2 separate regions of the Hordeum vulgare genome follow, and region 1 is linked to region 2. Evidence: chromatin contacts called from public Hi-C data. All regions are on one chromosome and are shown on one strand. Each heading gives the region's core, a stretch centred on a gene start, on an enhancer-like site or on the middle of the called end of the contact. The rest is flanking DNA. Distances are from core to core; before and after follow the strand shown.

Region 1 (7,151 bases), core at 1,550-4,049, 390 kb after region 2:
GATGTAACCCTACACATTTGATTGATTTATAGGCAAAAAATGAAAGATTTTTTTGGAAGTAAAACTGTAGCTCAATTTTCCAAATTCTATTAAAATAGAATTGAAAGTTAAGTTGGAGAAGGTAGGCATGAAACTTTATGAAAGTGATCAAGACTTGGAGTTGAAAATGAAATGAAAAATTGTAAAGAATAAAAGAAAAAAAGGAAAAGCACTCATACATAAGTATCCATACTTTAACTGATATTACAAAGAGGTCACTCAATGCAAGTATTAGGTTTGGGCTATTACAACAAGATCGGGCTGGCCAAGTCCCGATTGAGCAACCGATGTCCTTGCTAGCAAGGGCAAGGGCGGGCGACACATGCCGGAGTCCGCGCTCGGCCGTCACTGCAGCAAGACACGTTTGATTGTGCGAGGTGGAGCGGTTGCATCACGATCGTGCGGAGCGAACTGATCAAGGCTGCCGGGACTCTTGGGAGGCCGCTCGTCGCTAGAAGGGCAACAACAGTGGACCGGGCGATGAAGGAGGTGTCGATGGACTTAGAGCCCATTTATGAAGTCACTATCTGGTACCTCTTTTAGTTTAGTGTAGTTTTAGTTTAAATTTCGTTCAATTTAGTTGAAGATTGTTAGCATTTGTCATTTGGTTCTAAATAAATATATCAAAATCTGATAAATTTTTGTCGCCTTTTCGTGAAAGATTCATTTTCAAGTTGATCGGATTGGATGACCGTCACACTCATTCGTTGGACAGACATATCCATGGATGTTTGATACTTACTTTATCTTCGTTTATATGACGTACACGTAGTTATAAGTCATCGATTTGACTAACTAAATATGAATTATATACCATTAAAAATATACCATTTAATTCTTAAACAAGTGTAGTTTCTAAGCATATATTTTTCATTAGTTAAATTATCAACCAAGAATGGCGTGCATGTCAGTAGTTGGACTTGCACTTAGAGGTGGTCCCCACTGTCCACCAAGCCCGTCCAGGCAGAGCCCTCTTCTTGCATCACGCGTTGTCTGGCTGACTGCCGGGCCTCGCATCGCATCACTCGATGAACGTCATCAGAGACCGAGGGCGTGACATCGACCTCAATGACGTAGTATTCCATCTCGATTCTCGACTCGATCGGCGACTACACACACAAGACGGCTCCGGAAGTTCTCTCGCTGATGTTCCAACTGATCGCGCTGTCCGGCACCAGCGCAACCGCAGCATGTTTCCGACGGGCGACGCTGCCGCCGGGACGCCTCGGCGCAGGAGGTCGCCGGCCTGTTACGGAGTGGCTGGGCGGGCACACGGCAGGTGCTCGACGAAACGCGCCGGCAGCATAGCCCGGCAGGTGTTTGACGAAACGCGCCGGCAGCATGGCCCGGCAGGCGTTCGAGGTAACGCGCGAGTGTCCAGCAAAATGGCTATGGGGCGACCTTCCTGCCCAGCTCGCGGCAGCCGTGAACGCCTGCCGGCCCAGCTGCCCTGCTGCAGTACCCGAGACGCCTGCTACTGTGACAGGTATGCATGTGCCCAGCTGCTTGCTCTTATCCTCTTGCGTCTCATTGCACCTGCGCTGCATGATGGGGCTGCTTGGACATGGGTAGTATCTTTGATGCTTGTTTCGAGGCAACAAACATTAGTATTTTAGTTATCAAATGTGCAAAAGTTCAGACAAAGAGCACTCTCTCTTCTGCTTGCAGTGTGGAACTAGTGGGAAATGGATTTGCATTATCTTGAGCGGTTGGTGTTAGGACCCAGGCGACAGGCACGAAGACTTGGGGATTGGCAAGTCTTCGGGTGCGAGGATGCACGCATCTGGTGGCAGCTTGTTGTCTTGTCGTCCTGGCCGGACTTAAAAACATGCAGATCTCTGTCCCTCTAACAGCCTGGTACTTGAATGGCATTATATTAGCTTGCCATGCACGTGGCACTTAAATAAAGTAAATCTAGCACGATTCTCCCTAGATACTACACAGTCACAGTCACAGTCACAGAGCACTCCAAACAACCTCTGCGCAGCAGTATTAAGAAAACTAGAAAGAGGCAAGTCTTCAGATCAAAGTCAATTGAAAGAACAAAGACAAATCTGTATGTTCACACACCTGTTGAAAGTAAAGTTGTGAACCAAGGATTGCAAATTATGAAGATAATAAACTTTTCGTATATTCTCGAGGTTCAGTTAAGATGAAAAGGATAGATAGAAAGGGCAGAGGAAAGAGCTAGGAGGGAACAAGCAATGGACCCCTTAAAGAAACATATATGTTCAGATGGAAAGACATGAAGGATATCGACAGGCTTTCTTGGATGTTTGTGCAAGTTGTATCATGGCTTGCCAATAATACAAGGTAGTATTGCTATTGCTATTCGGTAGGCATGGGTGTAGTAAATATGCTGTAATCTGAGATTATCTGAACCCACCACCACATTTTTTCCCACATAAGTAAGTTGCGCTGCTCCGAAGTAGGTAGGAGTGTAGAAAATAACTAAATGCTTTTTCCGTTTCTAAATATAAGTCTTTCTAAATATTTCACTAGTAAACTACATATAAAACAAAATGAGTAAAATTAGACTTTAAAATATGTCTATATACATTCGTATATAATATTATAGTAAAATTTTTAAAAAAACTTATATTTAATAACGGAGAGAGTATGCTGCATGAAGCTGGACGAGTAGCCTGCAGAAAAGGACTGCCGCGCTTTTATGGCCACAACGGCGAAGCGTCGGCCATTTGAAACGGTCCACGTTTTTGTCCACATGGGATATTTGTGGGCTGGGACTGCGATTTGGCTTTCAAGTTTAGTTCTTTATCTTGTCCACTTCCCCCTTGCTGTGGGGTGGGACTGTGGACCAAGACTAGCGCCGTTTACCAGTTCATCTCAGTCTTGCCAACCCACATATAGGCTACAATCTTTAGAGAAAAGCCAGAGATTTGCAAAGGAATTTCAGAGCCATGGCGGATGCCGGAGAGCAGAACGCCAATGGCAGTGGCCCTGCAGCTGCAGGCAACACTCCCGTCCAGCAGCCGGCCAGCGCCGCCGAGGCCGAGCTCCTGTGGAAGCTGCGCAAGTACCTGGTGCTGATGGCCATCCTCGTGGCGGCCATCACGTTCCAGGCGGGGCTGGCCCCGCCGGGCGGCTTCTGGCAGGACAACGACGAGCACGGCCACGTCGCCAGCGACATCGTGATGAGGTACAGCTACCCCAGGCGGTACCATGTCTTCTTCTACTGCAACACGACGGCGTTCGGGGCCTCGCTCATGGTGCTCATACTGCTCCTGCTGAGGGAGCTGACCGGCAAGGTGGTCTGGCTCCGCGCGCTCCAGTTCGCCATGATTCTGGGCTTGCTGGGGCTCATGGGGGCCTACGCCGCTGGGAGCTGCAGGGAGGTGAGGACCTCTGTTTACATCTGGGTGTTACTAGTTGGCATCTTCGCCTATGTCACACTCCATGTGGTATTCTTCAAGCATCTGGCACCTAAGAAGCTGCAAGTTTTATTATCGGGTATTAGTGGAAGTTGGAAGAGAACTCTGGGGAACATTTTCATGCCATCAAAAACAGACATGGCAATAGATATGCAAGAGGCACCAGTCCGGATGGAAGTAGTGGACCTTGAAAGAAGTCGCAGCTCGGATCTCGTTCTTGCAGAAGAAGAGAAGAGAAAAAAGGCGGAAGAGGCTGCAAAGAAGAGAGAGGAAGAGGAAAATCTTGAAAGAAATCGCAGCTCCTTGCTGGTTCTTGCCACATTGGTAGCAACCGTGACATATGTCGCAGGGCTAACCCCTCCAGGTGGCTTCTGGTCTGAGGGTGATAATAACCACATTGCTGGTGATCCGGTGCTCCGAGACCATTATCCACGCCGATTCAAGGCCTTCTTGATCTGCAATGCCACTGCTTTTGCTGGATCCCTTGTCATCATCATCATGGTCCTCAGTCAAACAGCGGTGAATCATGTTGTCAAGTCAAATGCTCTGCGGTTGTGTGTGGTAGTTAGTCTCATTGGGCTTATGGGGGCATATGCTGCTGGAAGTTGCAGGGAGGTACATACATCTATCTATGTCTTTGCACTTGTTGGTGCAGTCTTGCTCTACCTCATCATTCAGTGTATTGAACCTGCTCTGCCTAAGTCAGCATATGTTGAAGACACCATCAAACGTGTAAAAGCGAAAAATAAAGAAATGGTTCAGAATCTGAGGACTTTCATCGGCAACTTGTTAGAACCTGCCATACCAGTGCAAGATCAGTCAGGCAACCGCACTCCAGTGACTGATGGTAAGGATGATTTCCAGAAGTTGCGCACATACCTTCTATTGCTTGGCATCCTTGCCGCCACAGTCACCTTCCAAGCTGGGATGAATCCACCAGGAGGCTTTTGGACAGATAACAGTGATGAGCATATTGCTGGTGATCCAATTTTGGAGGCCATCAGTCCCAAGCGCTACAAGGCATTCTTCTATTGCAATGCCACAGCATTTGTAGCCTCTTTGGCCATCATCATCCTACTCCAGAGCCAGTTGATTACCATTCATGCCATGAAGCGACATGTACTGCAAACAGCGATGACACTGGTGCTCTTTGGTCTTATGGGAGCCTACGTTGCTGGAAGCAGCAGGAAGTTCTCGACATCCATTTATGTGTTCGTCCTAGTCCTCCTGGTGTTCGCCTATGTTGTACTTCATATTCTATATGTACCTCCCAATCTCAAGATATGGTGGGAGAGCATAACAGGGGCTTCTGGACCTACGGATATTCCAGAAGACAAAGATTTGCGGAAGAGGCGGAAGTTTCTGATATTGCTCGCAATTCTAGCAGCTTCTATCACATACCAAACTGGTATAAGCCCACCAGGTGGCTTTTGGACTGATAAAAAAAATGGCCACCGAGCAGGTTACTCAGTGTTCCGTGACGAGTTCCGAGACCGCTATAGGGTGTTCTTCTACTTCAATGCTACAGCTTTCATGGCATCCCTGGCAGTAATTCTGTTGCTTGTTAACAAGAGGATATGCGACAAAGGTCTGAAGTGCTATGCGCTGCGTGCATGTGTACTGGTTGATCTGATCAGCCTCATTGGTGCTTTTGCTACCGGAAGCTGCAGAAAAGTGTCAACATCTTTCTATGTCATTCTCGTTGTTCTTGCAGTATTTGTCTATGTCATTGTTCAAGTCCTGGTTCTGAAATTTGCAAAAGAAAAGGTGAATTGCTTGCTGCTGGCACGGATGTTCAAGTTCAAAGCTGAGCCTTCTGAGCACGAAGATTCATCAACGAATCGCACGACAAGCATAGGTGATACTGATAGTAAGAGAACAGAGCACAAATGGCGCAAAGATTTGATGCTGATTGGAACTCTTGCAGTCACTGTCACATACCAAGCTGGTCTGCTTCCGCCTGGAGGAGTTTGGCCTGATGACAAGGATGGCCATTTTGCAGGTGACCCAATCCTCCATGATACCAACCTAACACGATACAAGGTATTCTTCTATTGCAACGCCACAGCATTCATGGCCTCAATGGTAATGGTCATCCTCCTACTGAACAACACAATAAGCAAGTACAAGAGATCTCTCTTTGCCATGAAAACAGCAATGGTATTGGACTTGCTTGGTTTACTTGGGGCATATGCCGCGGGCAGCTGCAGGAAGTTGAAGACATCTGTGTACATTTTTGCACTCGTCATTGCTGTGATCATCTACATCGTCATCCATGTCTTGTTGTCATTTGACGAATTGGGAAGCTTAGTGAAGGAGAAGGGGAAAAAGTGGGTGCAACGTTTGAAAAGGTTCTTCAATTGCAACGATTCAAGCAATGAACCATCTGATGGGGAACCAGGACAAAGTCGTCTGCCTGTGAAAGAGTAGTCTCGGTTGTGACATTTGTTGAGTCTATCATGAGATAGACACAACCTCCAAAGTTGTAATTTGTGTTTTTCTTGCTCAACGCCGTCACGTAATATTATTTGGTGCATTCTTTGAATGTGGGCAAAAGATAATACAAATGACAACTGTGAGCTGTGAAGTAGTTCTCCTCTCTTGCTTTACAATTTGTGGAATTGCCTTCTGAAGTGAAACTTGTTTGCCTGGATAGCCATGCATGAACAGTCACGTCATATGGGAACCCAGGGATGCAATATTTGTAGTGGTGGAGGATGCTAATTGATAATATCTAAATTTGCAGTAACAACAAAATAACCACCTAGCGGAGAGGGGCAAAACACCCTCCATACTCATTTCTTGGAACATACTTGAAAGAGAGAAATATGAGTAGTCTTCTAAAGCGAGGATATGTATCTTTAGCTAAATATATTCCCTCCATTCTTTAATGGTAATAATGTTAAAGTCACACAATATATATACTATTAATCTAATGTATGGTCAAAGTTTAATTTTAAAATGCATGCACACCTTATTCATTCGAATGGATGGAGTAACTCTTCGAAAATGAAGCAATTCAGTGGGTTACTACAGGACGTGTCAGCAGCATTTTATCAGCACAGAGACATTGATACCTTCATTGGATTCTGAGTTGTTCTTGCGTGTAGATGATGTTCAAGTATGAGGATATTTTGGGTATGCAATATTTCTACATATTGTACATCTCTACTTTTATAAATAAAATTTCAAGGCGCGCTGGAGGAGCGTGGGAAGATACTTCTTACCGAAAAAGGGTTTCCCCCACTTTGTATTTCAAAGCAATCAAATATTGCTGGGGCGAACAGCACATCAAGCCCAAAAAACAAAAAAGAAACAAATCCCAACAACGGCAGTTCGATAAAGAGCGGATGACCCGCCACCGCTGCGCCTTCCTGAGACAAACCACCACAGCCCGAGGCTCCGATCCGTCACGTGCCAAGCAGCACCTCCAAGAAGGGATGCGACGTCGACCACGCTGCTGCCCGGACGAGTCCTAGGGTTTCCCCCGGCACAAGGAAGGGGGTAGCGGATGGCTACCACCGACATCCTCCAGGAAGGAATGGTGGCACCCGCCGGTGTCACCGCATCGGAGCCGGACGAACCGGCAAGGATTTCTCTCGCACTCCAAACCTGACCGCCCAATCGGAGCGGACCAGCCAAACCACCGCCCAACCCCATGCACCATCACTGAATGCCACCATCCATGTTGTCTCATTAGGAACACCATCACGAGGCCAA
Region 2 (7,537 bases), core at 3,554-6,053:
AGATCTAATTCTGCTCCAAGTTAGTGCTACATCACTACTTAACATCCTATAATTCAACGTGGCGGCTCGGGTCGAACTGGGCAATGGGCAACGATGCTTCGTCTGGACAGATTGTTGGGTGCAGGGCGCTGCTGTTGCGGAATTTGCTCTGGATGTCGTCAGTGCCATACCGTTGGTTGTTAGAGAGAGGAGTACCGTCCTTGAAGCAATGACGAATGGCGCATGGATCAGATACATTAAGAGGCAGATTTCTATTCATACGTTCCATCAGGTGCTTACCTTGTGGGACAGAATCGTAGACTTTGAGAGGGGATAGTGCATGCGCTAAAAAGCCACATATTTTCTTTTTTGTGTAGCTCTGATTTTAATGTATTTCACCATGAAATTTACACACATGTACTGTATATTACATCTCTGGGTTTTTTCAGAACTTTTTGAAACATAAAAGTATCATTTTTGGATTGTCAAAATTCGGGCTCCATGGAGTTCGAGTTCCATTTAGCATTTTCGTCTCGCATGATCCGGTTGCTGGTGCCTGCATTCTGAATTTCTAATGCATTAACTCAGGTCAACTGAGCACGAATGGGTCAGGTGTTTACACATCCTTGCTTGCCAAACTGTCTTGTGATATTTGTGCAAGTGATTTTTTTATGTGTTTAACACTTAAAAATGATGAAGACTGCTCTTAGTCTTCGAATCATGCAACTGTAGAACAACCATACGTGGCTCCAAACCCTCTGCACCTGCCACATCCACTGGATTCAGGTGTACACCTGACATTGAGTCCAAATATGCCCAAGGCAAGAATTTAAGTTTTTGCCAATATGCTCGAACATACTAGCTAAGTTTGAGGGATTTAGAATAATCCAGTACATCAAACATCAAGTAGACTACAAATCTAGAAATGGGGAGGATTAGGGCAGAGCAGAGATGACAATCTACGACTAGAAACTAAGAATAGGAAAAAACTAAAAATAAAAGAGAAGCCACACACCATAAAAACTCCGGGTTCCCCTCCTTTCTCTTTGCATTACATAAAAACAATAAATCAAATCAAGGGACAATAGGGAAACTGAAGGAACATTGCATCCACTCCTCACATGAACAGAGCCACAGACACACTGATAATCAAGGTGTTGACATTGCAGCAAACTGTGCCTGATTCCTCGCGTGCTCCTGTGTTTGGGAATTTTCTTGGGCACCTGGACTCCTTTGCTGAGGAATGACAGCGCTATGAGAACGCGAACATAACAATGCCAGCATTATATGGATTGCAACGTAGGCCAAGACGGCGATGATCAGCGCGGCGACATACATAGATGTCTTCCACCCCCTGCTGGATCCTGCTGCGTATGCCACTAGCAGGGCGAGCAAATCCAGCACAATCGTTGTGTTCATGACCATGAGCGACCATTCTTTATTCTTATTCAGCCACTGCGGCAGCAACATGACGATGACAAGAATGGACGCCACAAAGGAGGTGGAGTTGCTGTAGAAGAAGGCGAGGTACCGGGGCCTCCTGTTGTCATGCATGATCGGGTTGCCTGCGTCATACCAACTGCTGTCGTGCTGCCAAGCTCCCCCAGGCGGATCTAGACCAGCCTGGTAGGTGACACTTGCCACAAGGATTCCAAGCAGCATCAGATATTTGCGCTTGGCATGCTTTGTCTTTCCTTTTTTGTCAGCATTCTCTTGCTTCAGTTCATTGACGGTGTCTTTCTTATCCAAGAACACTAGGAACAGTACAGCTATGACAAAGAGGACCACAGCCCCCAATACAAAGATGTAGATGGATGTTTTCAGATGCTGGGTGCTTCCGGCAGCATAGGCCCCTATCAGACCAAACATGCCCGCCGCCGTGCAAACAGCGAGCGCATAGCTTCGTATTGCTGGCCTGTATAAATGGGGGTTCACGAGCAATATAATGAGGGCGATGGACAGCATGAAGCTCACCGTATTGCAGTAGAAGAAGGCTCTGTAGCGGCGGGGAAAGTTGTACAAGAGGACTGGGTCCCCTGCCTGGTGCCCGCTTGATCCATCATCCTGAAGCCGGAAGCCGCCAGGAGGTGTCAACCCAGCTTGGTAAGTGATGGTCGCGACCAATACTGCGAAAAGGAGCAACCGCTTGCGCCTCTTCTCCATGGACTCAATTTCCTCAGCAGTGGCTTCGGCGTGGTTCAGTGTAAAGAAGACAACATGGATCACCACATAGACCAGGACGGCGCCTGCCAATGCCATGGCGTAAATTGAGGTGGTCAAGTCCCGGGAGCTTCCCGCAGCATATGCTCCGATGAGGCCAAACAAGTCCAGTATCATGGCTGCCTGGAGCACATGGGTCTGGAGCATAACCTTGTTTTGGACCAGGATGATGGCCACCAAGGAGGCTACGAAGGCGACGGAATTGCAGTAGTAGAACGCCTTGTACCGTTTAGCGTTCACCGTGAGGAGGATGGGGTCACCAGCCATGTGGCCGTCCCGATTATCGGGCCAGACGCCACCGGGTGGATCCAGCCCCGCTTGGTAAGTGATGGTTGCAGCAAGAGTGGCTAGCAACAGTACAAGGGAGCGAGCCTGCTCCGCTGCGATCCTATGTAATTGGAGGAGCAAAAGAGGTTATTTAAAGCCAATGATTTGCAGAGGATGAAGAATAAGAAAAGGGATGTGCTCCTCCTAGTACCTGCTGTCATTAGCCACCGGACCTGGAGCTATTGTTATTGCTTTTAGCAACCTCCCTGACACCCAACGATAGAAGCTTTTAATTTTGTTCCAGAAACTGGTATCCCTTGCAGCTTTTATGGTATTTTGAAGGAATGCAGCTTGAAGCAATGCCATGAATGCCAGGACGGCAATAACCAGGCTGCCCACATAGAAGTTGGTGTCGGTCTCCCTGCAGCTGCCGGCCGTGTATGAGACGATGAGGCTGATCAGCGCCACGGCGATGAGCTTGTATGCCTTAGTCATGGGAGGGTTTCTGTCCAGTAGCACCACGATGATGAGGAGCGATGCGATGAACGCGAGGGTGTTGAAGCACAAGAACACCGTCAGGCGCTTGCCATGGCTGTCCTTGAGGATCGCGTCGCCAGGGCGGTGGCCGTTCTCGGTGTTATCCCAGAAGCCGCCCGGCGTGCTCATCCCAGCCACGTACGTCACGCTCACCGCAAATGTCGCGAGCAGCATCAGTACCTTTCGAAGCCGTTTCTCGTGCGGTAAGTCGATGTGGATGTCCTTGTCGCCTGTCAATGAGGCCAGCACCATCTGGAGAGTGAGGTAGGCGATGGCCGCAGCCACCAGCACTGAGGTGAAGATGGTGGTGGGCTTGTCGCGGCAGGTCCCGGCAGCATAGGCTCCCATGATGCTCAGCAGGTCCACCACCATGACCGCCTGCAGGGGCATGAGTTGGAGCTGCTTCTTCAGGAGTGTGAGGAAGAGGACGAGGACGATGACCACAAGCGACGAGGCAAACGCGGTGGCGTTGCAGTAGAAGAACACGAGATACCGGACGTAGCTGGTGGTCTGGAGAATGGAGTCGCCGGCGAGTTGGTCCGAGGCGGCGACAGTCTCCTGCCAGACGCCCCCCGGCGGGTTGAACCCCGCGGTATACGTCACCGTGGCCACCAGCGTTGCCAGCAGCAGGATGTACTTGCTCAGGTCCAGCATGAGCTCGTTTGCAGGTGGAGGAGGCTGAGGATCCTGGGGCTGTCTGTTTCCATTTGTTAGATTGGTGGCAGAAGGTGGAGGATCCGGCTCGGGGCCGTCAATTGTGATCTCGGTTGGGCTGTTCTGGCGTGCTAGCTCGGCCACCATTTGCAAAGAAAAATGGTGCCTCAAGGTTCAACTTCAAGACCTGAATCTGTCTCCGGTATATAGCTGAGCCGGCAAGATTGCTCGTCAGCATGACAAGCTGGTATAACGTCATAAATAAATATAGAGGAGGAAAGCAAAAGAAAGACGGCATTGCAGCCAAATATATCGTTATGCATAGCGTCGTCGGATCGGCATCCGACGGACATCGTTCATCTTCTCGAGGAGATCACCTCCTGCATTATTTATTTATTTGTGTTATAAGGTTGGTGGCTGCCAGCACAGGCCGGAGACTGACTAGTGGTAATGGTGTTGTCGCCGGTCCCTGCTTCATCAGTAATGGGGCGTGGGGAAGATGGTGACACGCCACGAGGGGTGGTGAAGACACCGGATGTTGAATCCAAATAAGGTACACCCATTCGATAAACTGTGTTTTTGTGTAGTAACTTTCTTGTGGTTTTGTACACAGGCAGTTTACTGGAAAAAGCTAGAGCGTTAGTACTCAGTTAGTCAGAAAAACAGCACATGAAGCAGGGTATGAGTCGCATTTCTCGACGGTGCTGTTTGTTCCCGAGGGATATGATGCACCTGAACCTGATACCTCAAGACCAGGGTTCAAGTCCTTTCCAGTTTGAATCTATGCGCATGTTTCAGCTCTCAACGACAAGCACCCTGTGCAATACATATTCGTAAATTGGGAATAGCATGGCTGGACTGTCTACATTGCACCGTACTGGGACAAAACGTATTCCCTCCGTCCCAAAATAATTGTCTCAAGTTTAGTATAAAGTTAATATAACCTTGAGACATTTATTTTGGAACGGAGAAAGTAATTGCTTTTCATGTCTCTATGGTCGTGTTTGGTTGCCTGCAGACCTCTTTACATTTGTTGCTCCGTAGAGCCCGGCAGAGGTAATATAGGTTTTAAGCCATGTTTTGCACTTGTGTGGCTGCTTGTATTGCATCACGAGGTCGTTTGATACATGACATTTGGTTGGATGCGCTTACGGCTTCTTTGGATCATAGGATTAGAAAACACCGGAATTAGAGAAACAGAGGAATTTGACATGGTTGCAGGTACAAAACAGAGAAAAGCTACATGAATCGTCGTTTGGATGGAACATAGGAAAAGTGCTTCGATCCTACGCGAATTACTGTAAAAAGGAGGTTAGAGTGAATGTTGAAATTCCTATAGGATTGAGGCGTGGGAATGCAATCCATAGGAATTTTGGAAGTGTCATCCAAAGGGCTTCCTTAGGAAAAAAAATCCAATTGATTGGAATCCTTCAATCCAAAGAGGCCCTTAAGGGTTATGGTTGTGAAGATGTGAAAACATGTTGTTTGTTTACTCCTGGCCTATATTGTGGTCAGTGGTCACCCCTTCTCACTAGTGGTGATCTTACCAGACAATGTCAAATAATCATCATGCAGTACGGGATTGACACTGTTTCACTCCTAGCTACTAAATAAATTCGTTGTAGGTACTAAGAAATGGCAGTACAAATTAACAAACATATGGCTCAGTGGAGAATGTTTCATCAATAGCGATGAAGTGTGTGTGTGGGGGTGGGGGGGGGGGGGGGAGGTGTCTTCTTCTTCTTCTTCTTCTTCATCAGATCCTTGTGTTATCTTTGGTAGCCCACATTGCCTCAGCCCGCTTCAACCTTTTGCTCTTTCATGATTCATTATCATATGCCTTGACACCACGACAAGACTCAACATCATCAACAATCACATCTTCTCATCGAGATACCACTCCACAATCCAGTTATGAAGCACACAAAAGCTTAACTTGGATGTAGAAAGGGTGGAATTGCCTGTCATCAATGATCTTAAATCCATTTTTCAAAGAACCAACTGCTCTCTGATACTTGTGATCTACATTGGGTTTTTTCCGAAGAGGAGGGGATGATGCAGCATAGTATAGATAAGTATTTTCTTCAGTGAGAACCAAGGTTATCGAACCAATAGGAGGATCACACAACATCCGTCTTCAACACGTATACACAAAATAGCAAACACTTGCATTCAACGTAGTCAGGAGGGTTGTCAATCCCCTTGAACTCGTTACTTGCAAGCAGATAAGTAGTGTAGATGATAGTTGGATAAATATAAATTGCAAAATAAATTGAAAGTAAATAAAGGCAGCGAGGAAATAGTTGCATTTGTAAATTTATATGTGAATAGACCCGGGGCCCATAGTGTTCTCTAGCGGCATCTCTCTCGAAAAAGGCAGACGATGGGTAAAGAAATTACTATTGGGCAACTGATAGAAAAGCGCATAGTTATGCAATATTTATTCACAACAATGATCATGTGTACATATGCATCACGTCCATAAGCAAGTAGATTGACTCCTGCCTGCATCTACTACTATTGCTCCATCCATCGACCGCTATCGAGCATGCATCTAGAGTATTATGTAAAACAGAGTAATGCTTGGAGAATAATGACATTATGTAGACAAAGAAAATTGAATTAATATGAATCAACCACATTGTTTTATCCTTAGTGGAAGCAATACAAATACGTGTCATGTCCTTTCTGTCACTGGGATTGAGCACCGCATGACTGAACCCACTACAACACACCCCTCTCACTAAAGATAGAACAATTTAGTTGGCCAAACCAAATCAATAGATCGGAGAAATTTACGAAGTTATAATAATCATGCAAATAAGGATCAAATAGTAATTCAAAGAAGACTCAAATCTTTATCATGAATAATCTGAACATAAACCCACAATTCACCGGATCCCGCCACACGCACCGCACAAAGTGATTACATTGAATAGATCATCACGAAGATGTGATGAACTTTATATTGAAGAACATAGGAGAGAGAGCATCTAGATACTAGCTATGAATTCATAGGTATGTGGTGAACTACTCGCGCATCACCATGGGAGCAACAAGGTTGATGTAGTTGCCCTCCGTAATCGACCCCCCCTCTGACATGGTACCAAAACAGGGGTTCGGATGGGCACACAACGGAACAGAGATTTGCGTAGATGTTTTTTTTTCCGGAGCTTCCTTAGGGCTTTTGAAATATACGAGAATCTATAAGCCAGAGAACAAGGTCGCAAGTGTCGAGGGGGCCCCACAGCTAATAGGCCATGGCAAGCCCCCCTGGGCATGCCCTGTTGTCTTGTGGGGCCCTCGTGCAGCCTCCCGTCTTCCCCCGAAGCTTCCAGCTCCTCTTTTCGTCCATAAAAAATATCAAAAAGATTTATGCTATTTGGACTCTGTCTGGTACTGTAATCCTGAAAAACCAAAAACATGTAGAAATATCAACTGGCAATTGTCATTGGGTTAATAGGTTAGTGCTAAAAAATAATATGAATCAGCAAATAAATGTCCAAAAAGTATCCTAGAATGATAATATTATAGCATGAAATAATCAAAAGTTATAGATACATTGGAGACGTGTCAGCATCCCCAATCTTAATTCTCGCCCGTCCTCGAGTTGGTAAATGATAAAAACAGAGTTTTCGATGTGACATGCTACCCAACATGTAATCTTTTGCATGTATGATCATTGAGAAACGATGAATTAACAAACATCAACATAGTAATATCCGTGAACATAAGCAACATAATCACCAATGTTCAAAATATACGATCCTTAAAGAATGCCCCCATTCATTTTCTCATATTAGCATGGCATGACCCCGTCTTTACCACATAAATGCAAATGTCAAGCATCACAGTGTTAAGTCAGGAAATTGGATCGTAC

The links. Hi-C and Micro-C count contacts between places; a contact is called where the count stands out from the background.
Region 1: a contact with region 2 is called in a Hi-C map of leaf, with 5 times the contacts expected there. The contact joins the promoter of LOC123411674 here to the promoter of LOC123412667 in region 2. A contact is called at or near these places in 4 of 6 Hi-C or Micro-C datasets (leaf and seedling) and 1 of 1 datasets of contacts at active chromatin or transcription factors (embryo).

What each region holds. Positions count from the first base shown.
Region 1 is chr7H:130,899,199-130,906,349 of MorexV3_pseudomolecules_assembly, forward strand. LOC123411674 reads left to right here and starts at 2,800. Exons shown (of 1, transcript XM_045104636.1): 1 at 2,800-6,021. The coding sequence starts at 2,961. The coding sequence ends at 5,861.
Region 2 is chr7H:130,510,269-130,517,805 of MorexV3_pseudomolecules_assembly, forward strand. It overlaps LOC123412667, which reads right to left and starts at 4,804. Exons shown (of 2, transcript XM_045105614.1): 1 at 2,678-4,804; 2 at 780-2,587. The coding sequence starts at 3,804. The coding sequence ends at 1,129.